Linked DNA regions of Zea mays: region 2 is linked to region 1. Evidence: chromatin contacts called from public Hi-C data. All regions are on one chromosome and are shown on one strand. The core of a region is the stretch at or near the end of the contact, and the rest is flanking DNA. Distances in the headings are between cores, read along the strand shown.

Region 1 (4,492 bases), core at 530-3,029:
AATCATGGCTCTCATGTGATCTTTTTGGGCCCCCCTAAATTTTCGTCCTGCGTCCGCCACTATTCTCACACCTCTAAAACGCTTCAAAATCTTTTCGCTTTCAATATCTACAAACGTTTCTCGCTCAATATAGCATAGCGTGCTATTATTCATCCACTCGCTACCCATTTTGTTTCTTGTTTCGATCTTGATGATCTTCGTAGCATAGAAAGCCGAGAGACTAGGGCAGTGGCTAACCGTTGCGGTAGTGGCTTAGCGATAGGTGGTCGGTACCTTGTAGTGGGCAACCTGGCTGACTAACCACCGCCGCCCTGAAGCTTGGGCGTGGGCAAAGGCGTATATCGATCGTGGCTATTCTATGGAGGAGATAGATGGTATCCGCCAGACAGAAAAAGATAGGAAGCGGTGGGGCGCCAGACATCGGTTGGCTAGAGTTAGGATGTAGGCAAGGACGAGAAAGGTGATGTGGTATGTGTGTTGGATGTGCAGACGTGGCTCGTTCATGGTGGGTTGCATAGGAGGCATTAGGTTGGTCTTAAGACTTGGTTAGGGATGTTACTAAAACATCCGACTTGTATCACAAACCTAATATTTTAGCATAGATATACATAGAATTTAAAGCTAATTTTTGGCAATGTTATTAAGAATATTATGAAGTATTTAAATAATTTTTATATTATTTTTTATGTATATTATTTTCTCCCTTCAACAAAAAAGGTGAAAAAACATTCGAATCCGTATTCGAATAGACATCCGAATTTTATATTAATTATTTAAAAATATATAGAATGAATTTAATGTTTATTTTTTTGAAGATTAATAGCCTCAATGCTAAAAACAAGAATATAAATTTACATAGCAAATTTTATATGTTGTTTGTTAATAATCAAAGAAAGAAGACCAAAAATTTGACATCCGAATAAATATCCGGATCCATCCCTAGACTTGGTCATGTAATTTTGAGTCAACGCTTTAGACTGCAGGTCTGTCAGCCTGAAATAACTTCATAAATCTATTATTATGATATCTTCATTGTGAGAGCATAGATCTGTTTTAGACGGAGGCAATATACAGTGCCCGTGAGCTTGGTTGGTTGCGGTGGCGAGAGCGAGACTGTGCAGATGCAACGGGTCGGTTGTGGGATCAGCTAGTTGACCCTCCGACGCCCGTGGCCGCAGCCTCCGCGCAACAGATCGACAGAGAATCCTCGGGCCGCCGGCAGCGTCTAGCTCACGTCCGGGCGCCCTCCGGGCCGACACGTGCGCCCCGAGCGACGTCGTCACGCAAGCCCACCGGCCACTCGGGGCAGGACGTCGTGGTGGTGGTGGGTGGTGTGCCTTCCCGACCCGACGGCGTTGGGTCGGGGAGTCGGGCCATACCGGCACACGGCATGCATGTATGTATGTCGCTTCGTCACTGCCCCCGTCGTCATGGTCATGATGCCACGACGGCGACATGCAGCGCGCGCGACGGTGGTGTGGAAGCTGTAGCTCCTCTGCTTGCTAGCTCGACGTGAACAGTAGCCGCTCTTGCGCTACTTACGACAGCCTAGTAGCCTACAGTACTGAGGTTTGGTTAACCGGGTGGCCGGTGGATGGAGGGAAAAGAGAAAATGGCGACAAGGACGTGTGGGACGACTGGGATCGTCGCGGCGGCCCCCACGCAACCGCAACGCAAAAAAAGGGTTTCCTATGTGGCACGCAGCAGGTCGTGTGCCGTGCCTGTCGACACTGTGGCTGTGGTACCCTCTATCCACCTCGACAGCGACACGTGCAGCTCCGTTTCCCATCTGCAGTTGCCGCGCCACCACCCACACTTTCGTCAGCACGTTCGGGCGTTCCAGGCATGGCATGTGCCGGTGACGCCAACAGCGACGTACATCGTCACGCGTAGTACACTAGTACATTAGTGGGATTGCCCAACGACGGAGGTGGCAGGTTCCTCTATGTTGAACATTGCGTACTCGCAAAGTATTTACGATTCGCACTCCCACGATTAGATTAATTCGAGAGTGATTATCTTTTATCTCTGTGTGGTTGTCTATCTAATCGTGTGTAATTTGTTAGCTATCATATATATATATATATATAGTACAGCCGATTGAGAACCTTCGAACACGTTCCAATCGAAACAATTACTTTCTTTATCATTCCTACCGTAGGAGTAGATGTAGCATAATTCTGGTTATAGCTTATCGCATATCTACCTTCATCCCTATTCGACTCTTCGTCGTCTAAATCTATCTTGGCTGACCTGTCGACCCTAAAACGACCCAAGGATCTTATCCCTTCCAGAGGCAATATCCACTCCACTCAACATCTCTTCCTCGACTTGATTTCTTAATTCAAGATCTAATCCTCGGAGTGAAATCGAGTGTCCTAGGTGACTCTACATCATCTGGGGACGCCCCTGGTGACCTGCGGACCTGGAGCACCCTAAGATCTTCCCCATAGGGGGGCGAGATCTATGTTCCTGCGAGGAGGAAGACAACCCTGTGCCATCGTGGACCGTCCGGCCCAGAGCGCGGACCGTCCAGTGCGACGAAGGGAAGGAGCCGCTTCTGCGTCCAGGCCACGGACCGTCCGCTCCGCCGCAGAGGGCACCACAAGATCGGCGCCAACACACTTTTTGGCGACTACGCTGGAGAACCATTTCCCTAAAAGATTTTATGTTGCACCCCACTGTAAGTAACACCATGACATCCGACGTTTTTCAATCTCCTAAAAATTCTTTATGTGACAATGGGATTAAAAGTGTAGATGAATATATAAAGGAATTGAGGCGTAAGTTAGAAAAAAATGCTTACGTCTAATTCTTTGTCACGAAAAATGGACACCGAAACAACTGTGCCAAACACATCGACAACAAATGGGTTTTCTCAGTACCAGTCATATTATGTTATGTCGATGAACTCATATTTGGGGCAACTGTTGTTGTCATCTTCGCTATGCGGTGGATCGGCTCTGAAAACGACCGAACAGTCCGAGCACGATCTTGGACCGTCCGACCCTCCATCGGACCATCCAGCACCTTACGTCGGATAGTCCAGAGTCACGCAGAGCGCCAGAGCCCACCAAAAGGCTCGCACGGCCTGACCGGACAATCCGATATAGTATCGGACCGTTCGATCCCTACGCAGACCGTCCAACTGCATAGGTCGGATCGTCCGAAGCACCGGAAGACACCTGTGATTGGCCTACTGCAGAAGGCTGACATAAAGATAGCCGGCCACCTAAGCCCCAGGAGCCGAAAAGGTTACACGCCGTTGAGCTTGTTTGGCCTACTAAGGGCAAAATCTTCTTCTCGCTCTCACCCGCACCCGGCACAAAAGGAGAAAGTTAAGTTCACATTTAATGTTGCTAAGTGTGATAAAATATTAGAGGAGTTACTTAAGCATGGTAATATTAAATTGTCACATACAATTCCTCCGATTGAAGAATTAAAAGGGTGTGTGTTGTAAATGGTGGCATGGTACATTTCTTCATAACACCAATATTTGTGATGTCTTCCGTTGGCAAATACAATCAGCTATAAACAAAGGCTGGTTGAGATTTTAAGATGTGAAGATTGACAGGCCACATGTCCCGGTCGCCACATTAGTGCCGACGAGCAAAAAGTCTTAGTTCGGCCATGTGCGTCCGATAAAAGCAAAGATAAAAATATCATCATTGGTGATCCTCGCACGCCAAATATATCACGCAGATTGGTTACTCGGAAGGCTTCGGATAAAAGAAAGATCGGAGGCGCCGGGGCTAGCACGATCGGACACCCGATCACGGTCACCTGCCCTACGTACGTCGGACAGTTCGATCACTAAGACCAGACAGTCCAAGACATGCGTGGACAGTTCGGCTATGAAGGTCGGACGGTTGTAGGATCTAGGACACCGGCTAGAGGGGGGGTGAATAGACGGTTTTGACTAAAAACAACAATACTAAGTAAATTTTTTCAATACAACAAGAGGAATAAATTTACTAGAGTCAATAAGTAAACAATGTATGAAAGACAACTACGGAGATTGAATACTTGAAGAACAATAAGCAAAACACTAATCAATTGCAAGGCAATAAGTAATGCTAGAAGGAATAGACACCGAAATTTATCCCGTGGTATCGGTGATTTGCCGATCACCCCTAATCCACGTTGAGGTGGACTTCAAGCTCTCACTTGCTCCTCTATCAAGACACGACTTGATCTTTGAGCCAAGTGGACAAGAAATCACTCAATACCTCGATTCCACTAATGTCACCTTTGCCGCTCCGGCGAGGTAGGCGCGAACCCCTCACAATCAACACCGCGGCTTCTCCACAATCTTCTTGGAGAGCTCGACGGAGACAATCACCCGAGCCGTCTAGGAGGCGGCAACCTCCAAGAGTAACAAGCCAACGACGCTTGCTCGGTGTACCACCTAGTGCCTCAAGAATCACCAAATGATGCAAATGCACTAGGAACCCTCAATCTCTCACTAGAATGCAATCTCAAGCAAAGAGTG
Region 2 (4,656 bases), core at 484-2,983, 150 kb before region 1:
TTCCTCATATTAGTACTAACTAAATAACTATAAGGAATGAGGTGATGATGGATCAACTCAATCCATTCCACAAAACAAACAAAAAAGTGAGGAGTGAGAAGATGATGAACTAACTCATTCCTCAAACCAAACAACTTATTAATGTCTAGCCAGGCAGGACTAGAATGCCAAATCGATCTATATTGATGATTTCATTCTAGTCCCACATAAACCACATTCACCAAAAGGGAAGATGGCGAACTGAAAAGGTAGGTTGCTCATAAAGACAATAAGTCGAAACAAATTCCTGCACTAGTTGTTGCCGAGACAGTTCAGAACTTCAGATATGGTTTAAAAGGAATTTCCTTAAGGTCAACTTCTGAACTTTAATGTCTAGCAAGGCAGGACTAGAATCAGAATGTCAAATCAAATTATATCGATGATTTCTATCTAGTCCCACATAAAACACATTTCACCAAAAAGGAAGATGACGAACTGAAAAGGTAGGTTACTCATAAAGACAATAAGTAGTTTTGATAAAATATTTGCACCGAGTCTACTGACCTAGCAACTGACTTATCTGGACTTTCCTCAGTTGGCAAGGACTCGAAAGCCATTGCTAACGGTTCCACATCAATGGCTGTGTCATGAGCATCGTCCATATCCTTCACATCTACATCCATTGGCTCAGCAGTAAGCTTAGGCACCACACGTCTACCTTTCTTCAACGCCATCCTTGCCTTCTCTCTAGACCCATAACCTCCTGCGGTGACACTCAAGTTGCGCCACTTGTCCTGCACAAATAGACCATACCGAAGATTCATTTGTACTCATCGATACAGGCATTCAAAATGAACTTGGAAACTAAAAACATATTATGCCCAACTAAACAAATCATAGTTATGGTGAACAAGATCAACACATGGAAGTGACCTCTCTCTCAAGGAACCATCAATACCTAGCAGGTGAAAAAATCTACATGGAATAAAACAAAGGGGTGTGGAAGCTTTTTGGGCATCATGATGCTACGGCTAGAAGTTTCTGATATACCAGATTACTCTCGAGCCACCTCAAAACTCTATGCAATACCTACTACCGAGTACCGACCACCTAAAATACCGATCTAGAACCAAATAAGGAACACGTCAGGATGTACGGAGCGTGCAAAACCGCGATTTTCTTTCATTCAGTCTAACCGACTAAAAGGACTGGAGATTTCCTCCATACTCCCCTCAGCTGATCGCCAAAAACCCACCGCCCACCCTCCCTGGCGATCCGAGCGTCACCTTGAGGTCAACATTGGAGCGGAGGCGCAGGAGCGCGCTGAAGTCCGAGTCCCGGAGGATGGTGCGCCACTTGCCGGGCCCGTGCTTGGCGACGCCGGCCTTGAGAGCGGCCTCTTCCTCCGGCGTCCAGCGCTGCTTCGGCGCCCCCATCCACAGCAAATCGAGACCAAGGAACCCCACCAGAGGATCCAACCGCCTCAGGCGTGCGTTCGCGCGGCGTGAGAATTTCTTGATCAGGGGAGCACGCAGGGAGGCGGTTCGATTTCGATCGGGTCCGGAATTCCACACGGAATTCCGGTGCAGGATCCGGGGCGGGCGTGCCAGGGGGCGATCGGGGCGGGCGTGCCAGGGGGCGATCGAGGACACGGTAATCCTAAAGAGGGGCGGCGGCGAAGGTTCTAGGGCAGCGCAGTGGCGTGAGATGGAGAGGAACTGAGGAAGCCATTACCCATTAGGCTTGTTTTGTTGTTGGGTGGAGAGGTGGCGGAGGACTGGCGGTTACGAAGGCGAGGGGATTAATTGCCACAGGCCCGGGGGTGGCGTTCGAAGGAAGCCCTCTTTGATTCTTCGTCGTCGTCATCAAACATAAAAATAAATAAAATCAACATAAAAATAAATAAAATCAAAGAGGGTTGCCCTAGAGATGGCAACCAGGCAATGGGATTCTATCCCGATTCTCCATTTTACAGGAAAAAATATTTTCTCACATAGCACATAAATGGGACGGGAAATGGTGAAGCGATGTCTATCTTCTTCCAAACGGGAATTTGTTAAATTTGCACATGACGATATTCCGTATAATAATAAAAATAAATAATTATTTTGTTAGATTACTTATTGTATAAATGTGTTCATATTGATGTACATATAACAATGCGCATAAATGACAATGTTTTGCATTAATAATAAAGGATGTACGTCCTAATTGTAGTTTAAGTAGGGACGAGATCCTCGTCGGCGATTTATCCCTGCAGGGGAAGAAATGTACCCCGCAAGCATTCGTGGGGATCCCCGTGGAAAAAAATTCAACACCAGGACAGGTATGGAAGTTATTCCCCAACGAGGAATTCCATGTTGCCATCCCTAGGTTGGCCGCTGAGTGTGGTTGTGCCGCCATAGACTATCCACGGGTGACCCCTCCCCTACGATAGCCGCAACTGTACACCTTAAACATCGCAGCGCTCTGTCGGGGATATGATCCCCAGATCCTGGGGCCCATCGGCCAGCGAGCACACTGGGAAAGGGCCTCTGGCAACAGGGGCCCACTGGTCAGTCGAAAGAGACAAATAACGTCTACTCTGGAAGAATCCGCCCCCAAACGAACCTTGTGGCATCGAGCCCGAGGTCGGGTTTGGCGGAACCGGACAGGGGGGCGGTCGCGTCGAAGGGAAACCACTCGAGTGGATCCTGCGCCTGGCCCTAGACCAACCCATCATAAATGATCGGTCACATTAACTACAAGCCCCTCGGACCCTACCTACCACTCATGGCCTACAAACCCTCGGGGTGCAGAGCACTCATGATCTACAAGCCCTCGGACTGTGGTGCATTTATGGCCCGCACGTCCCTGGACGACGGTGCACTAATGACCTATCGGGACTAGGCCTAAGTGCGCAGGCCGCTGGCAGGGCGCAACACGATGAGCCGCGCCGAGCCCCAGGCTACGAAGGTCGAGGGTCGGCATAGCCCAAATGATAGCGCTCAGGCCCATGCCACCAGCGACGTTCGTAATAAAGAATACAGGATAGCCAAGCGATTGCAAGCATGTGTGGCTTTACCCCATGGTAAGAACCCTGGTTTTACCATCACCCGGTGGATCCTTCCAAAGGAATCCACCACGGGCCGACCCCCCGCTCCTTAGCTTATAAAGGGAGGAGGTCGGCCCCCAAGCGCAAAGGGGGACCCTGTTCTAGAGGAGCGCATGGAGGACACCCTTCTAGAGAGAGCACTTGAGGGTTCTTTCTCTCGGGTGGACGATGCAAGGACGGACCCTAGAGAAGACGACGCCCAGAAGACCGACGAATTAGAGGAGGACCTGGAGATCGAAGCCCTGCTGCCAAGCCAAGACCTAGCTAGGACTCCACCTTGTAACCACCTCCACCCCGAACAAGAGACTTGGGAGCCTCTCCTCCCTCTCTCGCCTTGCTTGTAACCCATACTACGAGCTTTGATCATCAATGGTGTCGATAGCGCAAGCCGCCGATGACTATATGTAGGGAGGTGCTGCCCAAACTAGTATAAATCTTGTGCACACCTCGCAAACCGTCCAGAGCATGGAATGCGCACAATAAATTTACTTTTCGGAGCGAGGTTTGAAAGACCGACAGTTGGCACGCCAGGTAGGGGACTTGCGCTTTCCGTGCCAAAGCTCTTCAAGCTCTGGATGGCCAGGCGTGACACCAATCGCATCCCCGAAGCCGTGATTCATTTCGAGAGCCTCCACCGCCGAGGAACCTTGGCGCGACCATGAGGGCCAGTGGCGGTCCCCGCGTTGACTACACCCTAGAGTGGCATCCGCTTCGGGAAGCTCGATTTCATCATCAACCGGGAGGGCGATGCGGTCAGGGTGGGCCTACCTGGCCTCCTCCGCTCGAGAGCCCCGACGCGGTCTCGGAGGCTCTGCGTGGACTCAGCCTCTCCATGCGCGAGAGGCACAGGTCGGCCCTGCCTCCCGAGGCTGACAAAATAATATGATAGATCGTGATCCATGTGGGACCAAACCCCTCATATGATGATATGTTGGCCTTATTCACATCCTACGATATGTTGTGTCATGGATATGCAAATTTATAACAAGAAGATAGTAAGTTGTGTCTTGAATACAATTTTCCTTCATGAAGCCTATTAACTACCAAGACTTTTAGCTAGATAATATTTTAGGATTAGTTCAACTAATCTTCTTGGGCTACCAAATTATAGCAAAGTGATGATTTTCATGTTCTACTTACAAAACTACTCCTAGACTCCCTAGGTATTAAAGGGTTTAATTCTTTGGGCTTATTATTGGTTTCCTAGTCAAACAGTGTTCAAATAAGTTCAAACTTTACTCAAGGTTCAAAACAAACATTTTAAGTCTACCCAAAAAGTTTTAGGATTTTTGGGATTATTAAAATATTTCTAAAATTCTAAGAAGCTATGCTCAAGTACCTTACGCTATACATTTTATAATTTGAATTAAAAATCTTAGAAGTATTTTTATTAAATACTACATATTTCTTGGAGTCTAGTAAAATTGGTCCATGTTTTAATCATTTTTCTACTATTTTTTATGTATTTCACAAGTTACCAGGAAAAGGAAAAGAGAAAATAATGAACAGGATTGGGCTGAATCTAGCCCAAACCGGTCCACGAACAGGGAAACACGCTTGTGCCTGCGCCAGCGCTGACGATT

Evidence for each region. A called contact is a pair of places that touch in the nucleus more often than the background predicts.
Region 2: a contact with region 1 is called in a Hi-C map of bundle sheath, with 2.2 times the contacts expected there. The contact joins the promoter of LOC100274000 here to the enhancer-like site in region 1. A contact is called at or near these places in 3 of 25 Hi-C or Micro-C datasets (bundle sheath, ear and leaf).

Annotation. Positions count from the first base shown.
Region 1 is chr8:143,979,213-143,983,704 of Zm-B73-REFERENCE-NAM-5.0, reverse strand. No RefSeq gene overlaps it. Among protein-coding and RNA genes, the nearest start is that of LOC100191347, 42 kb to the right of the region's middle. Within about 2 kb of position 1,779, at least 19 of the 20 cell types and tissues checked have an H3K27ac peak or open chromatin away from gene starts, as enhancers often do. A contact at or near this core is called in bundle sheath, ear and leaf, where this site is marked.
Region 2 is chr8:144,133,446-144,138,101 of Zm-B73-REFERENCE-NAM-5.0, reverse strand. LOC100274000 (putative MYB-domain histone H1 family protein) reads right to left here and starts at 1,733. Exons shown (of 6, transcript NM_001148386.1): 1 at 1,266-1,733; 2 at 544-773. The coding sequence starts at 1,415.